2 separate regions of the Arachis hypogaea genome follow, and region 1 is linked to region 2. The links are chromatin contacts, called in public Hi-C maps. All regions are on one chromosome and are shown on one strand. The core of a region is the stretch at or near the end of the contact, and the rest is flanking DNA. Distances in the headings are between cores, read along the strand shown. Region 1 has its middle 9.8 kb from the start of LOC112712721. Region 2 holds the start of LOC112712719 (receptor-like protein 4).

Region 1 (3,579 bases), core at 586-3,085, 59 kb before region 2:
TTGGAGTAGCACCCATTGTGGAAAAGATGGTTGAATCGCGCCTCAGGTGGTTTGGACATGTGAGAAGAAGACCGATAGAACACCCAGTTAGGAGGGTGGATGAGATGGAAGATGGACAAGGGGCGAAAGGCAGAGGAAGACGTAAGAAGAACATCCGTGAGGTGGTCAAACGAGATCTACATGTAAACGGTCTATTTGTAGACATAATACATGTCAGAGCACAATAACCTCGTTTGATTCATGTATCGTTTGATTCATGTAGGTGATCCCATCTAGTGAGACAAGGCTTTATTGTTGTTATTGTTGTTGAATTTAATTACATCTGTGTCTGATTTTTCTTATATAAATTGTGGTATTGAATTTTAGTATTTATTATTAAGAAAATATTTAAATAACAATAGTATGAGCATTAATTTTAAATTATTAATATTATTTATTGTTAAGAGAATATTTACTAAAGACATAAAAATAAAATAAACTAGTATAGACAATGCATATTAAGATAAAATGAGTATTGTGAAGTGAAAAAAAAATTATTCAAATAAAAGAATGTTCATTTATATAAATTATTTGACTGAAATTCATGTAAGTTATAAGTTTGTATATTAATATTAATTTTGATATTTAAAAAGTATGTCAAATTATTTTTAATTATATTACATAAATATAAAAATCAGCCACCAGCTATATAAGAATACATATTTAATATTTATGAAAAAGTTTAATTATCTAGTTATAACAAATTGGATTCTTTTTCTATACTAAATTTGATTATTCCGGTGATAATAATTTTATTAAAAAATTGAGTAAAATAATATATATATATTTATACATAAATATATATAGTAGCTGATTATTTATCTTTATAAAATATTTTTGTCTGTAATATACACAAATATATAATAACTATATTTTTATCACAAATTTTATTTTATTTGAATACAAAATAAATATAATTAACAATAACAAATTTAATCTAATGATTATTCTAATAAAAATTATTCAATTTTATAATATTACAAAAATATCATTTATGTTTTCTAATTAATAAATTTTTTACCGCCTTTTTATTTTGGTCAAGTCTTTTTATTATATTTGTGCCCAATAACTTCAATCACATCAAATTACAGATTTTTATCCATTTTTCATTACTTGTCCATTATGTTTTCAGGCCTGTATTTCAATAGATTCGCTCCCAGCTGGTCAAATCCTTTTCGTATTTTTTGTGACATGTTTTTTATTTTTGGAACTTTTCGGACTTGGGTTGAATTAACAAAGCGTAGGCAAGCTAAGAGTCTGTTACAAAAGGGCCACAGAAATTAAAACCATGCATCACTCTTTGTTCTTGATTTCATGCTCTTGTGTTTTCTTTTGGGTCAAATTACACTCTAACACACACAGCTTTTGGGTTGAATCACAATCTGGGTCTAACAATTATATATGTTTACATCTCTCTCAAACAAGGTAGTTTACTCCTTTTTCAGCTCTTGGGTTGAATCACAATCTGGGTCTAACAATTATGTATGTTTACATCTCTCTTAAACAAGGTGGTTTACTACTTTTTTTTTTTATTTTGTATCATAATTACTCCTACTTGTATTTTCTCATTCTTATCTGGGCCCATACTAGCGAGCAACTATAGGGCACTTGCCCTGGTTCGATACCAAAAACAATTTCTATATTTTAAATTTTAAATTCTAATCATAAAATCTAAATTCTCAAATAATAATAATATTAACTAATTGAAAACTAATTCTTATACTTATTCATGTCTTTTTCACAAACATCTTATCAACATTTACATCATAATAAGCAGTTGTTGCCACCATTGTCAATGCATCAATCTAGCCTCCATCTTCATATATGATACTGTTTCAGTGGTGGACCAAGATTTAACACCAAACACGATTATTTTGGGAAAAAAAAAAAAAGACAAATGAATCAATAACACCCGAATTTACTCGTTTTAAAATGCACCACTTAAAAATATCTTTTTAAAAAACGCGTTTTATTCTTCTCTGATGTAGGACATTTTGTGCAGCCGTCAGCCACATCGTGCATAGCACGGGTTATTAAAAGAGGAAAAATTTTGCAATTGAGCCGTGGCACGAATGTAGGATTTGTATACCTCTCATCAAACTGCACTTAGAATCGATTTTCAGCCATAATTGAATATAGTGTGTGTGAGAGTGCGTATATCCATAAAAAAAGAAAAATTTTAAATGTTCTAAATGTACCAATATTTTAGTAATTTTAATCATTTATTTCAATTAATATTATAGAAAATTACGATATGAGAAAACATGAATCAAGAATAATGGAGTAAAGAACAAGATTTGGAAAGAAAAGAGATAAATTTCTCATTTCACAAAACTGAAAAAAGAAATTGAAAATAGTAAAATTAGCCTTTGGAGCTTATATACTTGTTGCATAATCTCAGCCACACACTTAATCTTTAGCTACCTTGTCCAAACTAGTCAAAATAGAATTGAGCTAAAATTTTAGGAGCTAGCTAACTAACTAATTAACATGTGATGTGAATAAATATTTCAATACTGTTGCTACTATTGTATTGAAATGGAGGTTAGGTTACATCTTCCCTCAAGCTTGGGTGGTAAAGATTCAGCAATCCAAGCTTGTTCATGTTGGTGGAAAAGGGCCCAAGAGATAAGGCCTTAGTGAGAAAGTCTATAATCTATTTTTTGGAATTAATTGGCATGAGATGAATTGAGAGTAACTTTTCTCTCACAATGTGACAATCAACTTTAATATGCTTTGTTCTTTTATGAAAGATGGGGTTGTTGGCAATATGAATCGCTGATTGGCTGTCATAGAAGATTGTGATTGACTTTTGGAGTGGAAAGCTCATGAAGGAAATCACGAATGACAACCAACGAGCTTCATATGTGGCAGCAGCAAGTACTATATATTCTGCGTCTACAGACGACCTTGCAATGGTTGTTTGCTTTTTGCTCTTCCAGCTTATTAATGAGATGCTGATAGAGAGGCACCTACTACTAACAGGTTTGGGTTGTGTTACAATAAGAGAGGTAAGTAGAGGTTAAGTAGGAGTTTTTTTAGGAGCGGTTGGCATGTCCAGCTAGTTGATAGGTTGTTAGGCTCTATTACTCACTACCTATAAATAGCTAGGTTATAGTTAGTTTAGGCAAGATATTTTTCATGTTATGATTTCCCGGTGTATTAAATTTGTGACAGTTTGATATTCCATTGTCGACTGGCTTGCTTCAAGCCATAGAGTGAATTTTGTAACTTGCACACCAGTCCTGATCTTGCTACTTCCAAACCTAGTGGTATCTTCATATATATCTGTTTGTCAATGTCACCATAAAGGAAGGCTGTATTTACATCTAACTGCTTCAAATGCCAATTTTTTGTTGCTTTTGTAGCCAACATTTACCTCAGTGTGGTGATCTTCATAACTGGACTGAATGTGTCACCATAATCCACACCTTGTACCTGTGTGAATTCTTTGGCAACTAAACAAGCCTTGTGTCTTTCAATCGAACCATTTGAGTTAAATTTCACACGAAACACCCATTTGCAACCCACAACCTTTTT
Region 2 (3,119 bases), core at 426-2,925:
TCTAAACAATTTTGTGCAAAATAAGCAGAAACACACAAACCTTGTTGAGGAAGAGTGGAAGGATCAATGGGGACCAATGCGTAATTCTCAATGCCACTGATGATAGGAACACCAACAGCCGCCACAAGCTTCACCCTCAAAGAACTGTCACTCAAATTCTTCACAGTGTAGTGCCAATCAAACGCCGCGAACCTTCCAACCTCCTTGTATATATCAACCCTGCTCACGTTCCTCTCATTGATGAACACATCGACGACCCTCTCCCCTTCCTTCCTCACGCTCGAATCGATCTCTGCAAAGTGCAGCCACACCATGTAGTCCATCTTCGCGTCCACAGTAAATTCGTACTCTAAATTGCCCTCCGCCGTCACCGCCGACTGGTACACTTTCATCGGGAAGTAATTAGGGCTCAAATCAGCGCCACTGACGTCGTTCTGCGTGAACACCACGCGCGCCTCGGATTCCTTATCCGGCAAGATCCGGAACGCGGAGTCCGGTTGCCACGACCTCCCGAAACGGTCTTCGTCGGCGGTAAATCCCGGTCCCCAGTGCTCGTCGGAGCCGCAGGAGACGCGGCCGTAGTTGACCAGCACAACGTCTTTTCCGGTGGAAGCGGCGTCGTATGAAGCAGGATCGATCTCGAAGAGCTCGACAGAGGAAACTACCGGTGCGTCTGTCGCGTAGCCGTAGAAGCAGAGGTCAATAGTGGCTTCTCCGACGGAGAAATTATGGGCGGCGGTGGAGAATGCAAGTAGATCGGCATAGGCGCCATCAGAGGCAGTGGAGGCTGGCCATGGGGAGCGCCAGCTGAAGAGGATGGTGGAGGAGAGAGAGACGTCGAAGGAAGGAGGGCGGGACTTGGCGTCGTAGTTGTCGTAAAGAGTGAAGGTGCGGAGGAGGAAGCGGGAGGATGAGACGGAGGGGAGGGAGTAGCAATTCTTCTTGCCGTAGGAGGAAGGAGGAAAGAAGCGGAGAGTCTTCTCGGAAGGGAGGTGGAATCGGAGAGGCTCGGAGATGAGGGAGTCAGTGCCACCGGAGAAGTAGCGGTCGGAGAGCCATGTAGTGTTGTAGGGATCGGTGGCGTTGGTGGAGGAGCCGCAGTTTATGTGGATGGAGTAACCTGCATAGTATAGCCGCAGTCAACATGTTAAACATCATTGCCAGATGCATGTGAGGAGAGAGAGAGAGAGCGTGTGTTACTTACCGTAGTTGTATGGTTGTGGTGGCGGCGGCGACGATGAAGTTGTGATAATGCAGGTGAAGAAGAAGAAAAAGAGAAGGGTGCAGTTTAACGGCGTCATTGTTTCTGTTAGTTATGAGAGTGAGGACATGAGTACAGCAAGAAACGTATGTAGTGTTGATGATGTGAAAAAAGCGAGGGAGAAATGGCGAGATTGGCGGAAGAAGAATGTAGTCGTTAATTAGTGCAGCAAAAGTAGTTGTTATTTGTTAATGCACAGTTACTACTTACTGCTTGCTACGCTAATTTTGGTGCCAAAATTTCAAATGCTTTCTAGTTATTTTTTTTAAATATTTTAAAAGTTAATTTGGTGTAATTTTATTGAGTTTAAAATTGAAAATGATTTCAAAAATAGATTCTGTCATTATTTATTATTGGATTCAGGTCAAGACGAATTTGACTTCACCTATCTTATGTACACTCTAAAAAAACTAGAAGAATATATATATTTTAATTAATTTTAATATTATATTATATTAATTATAAATTTATTATTTTATTTTTAATCAGGTTTGATGAATTAAAAAATAAATAAAAAATATAAAATTAAAATGGATCCCGTTATGGAGACAATGGACTATTTGTATAATGTGGACAATGGTTATTGAGTTATGAAATGAACATCCCCTATACTATTTAGAATAACCATTCGAGTACAAGGAATAATAAACATCTTCTCGAAAAATTAGTTTAATTTTTGGGTTCACCAAGGATCAAACTCTTGACCTTTCGGATCTAGCGTTTTAATACCATGTCATGATATCACTCATCCCAAAAGTTTCAGCTGATGGAAAAATGTAACACTAATTATTATATCTCTAATACTCTATAAACCTCCATTGTACACATTGTATAAATATTTCATTGGCTCCTCATACTTTTCTAATTAAAATTTATGAAAAAATTTAAATTTTAATATAAATATCAATTTACAGTAATAAATATATCATAATTTTTTAATATAAAATTTATCAAAATTCAAATTTTGTCTATCTAAATTTGATTTTAGTGTAACTAAAAAATAATATAATTTTATCAAATCTAAAATCGAATAAAAATATTAAAAATAAATCTAATTATTATTTAAAGTAAAATTCAAATAAAGATGAACCTGATTTCATTCACCTATGTACACACTCCTAATGCTATATATTAATTTCATGTATCAATTATATAACAGATCTTGTAGTAGTTGGTATTTGGTAAGGATATTTAATGTGATAATGTTATGCTTTGTAGGTTGTAGCCGAACAAGTTCCTTTTTAAAATTAATTAAATTCTCTAAACAATCAGCAAACTAATTAAGGCTAAGGTCAATCCTTCTCATGTGAAAGCATAGAACGTGGATACATGATTGACCCCTCCCCCCTGCATAGTATAGGCATGGCGTTCAAATGTCAATGGAAGACTTAGAAGTGACGTGGAAATGTATATATCATAGTAACTACCCCTTTTGTTTTCTTGCCTTTTAATGATAATAATATAACTAGGTTAATTTATTCAAGTGTTTTCTGCTGCGCCCATATCCCTAAACAGCTAGCAACGCCATTCATTTTTAATGCATCATTTAACTCGGTAAACATTGAAGAAGTTTGGTCCAACCAAAACAAGTACCTCATAATTCAGATATGAGTGACACAACTGCGCCATATATTTACTAACCGTAGCAAGTTTGGTAAGGTTACAGCAAGTAGGGGTGGAAGCGAGCTGACTATTCACTGGGATTTCTCGTCGCATTTTATTAAATAACCCTAAATTTTTTTATAAAACCTATTAATTAAAAAATCATGTTATAAGTTTTAAAAACATTTATGAAATTGTTGGGAAAATTCATTACAATATTTTTTATAAAAATAAATTATTTTTAATATAAACTTTT

Evidence for each region. A called contact is a pair of places that touch in the nucleus more often than the background predicts.
Region 1: a contact with region 2 is called in a Hi-C map of leaf, with 4 times the contacts expected there. The contact joins the enhancer-like site here to the promoter of LOC112712719 in region 2. A contact is called at or near these places in 7 of 8 Hi-C or Micro-C datasets (leaf and an unstated tissue).

The regions. Positions count from the first base shown.
Region 1 is chr9:120,379,242-120,382,820 of arahy.Tifrunner.gnm2.J5K5, reverse strand. No RefSeq gene overlaps it. Among protein-coding and RNA genes, the nearest start is that of LOC112712721, 9.8 kb to the left of the region's middle. Within about 2 kb of position 1,835, at least 3 of the 3 cell types and tissues checked have open chromatin away from gene starts, as enhancers often do.
Region 2 is chr9:120,320,096-120,323,214 of arahy.Tifrunner.gnm2.J5K5, reverse strand. It overlaps LOC112712719 (receptor-like protein 4), which reads right to left and starts at 1,675. Exons shown (of 9, transcript XM_025765654.3): 1 at 1,205-1,675; 2 at 41-1,120. The coding sequence starts at 1,301.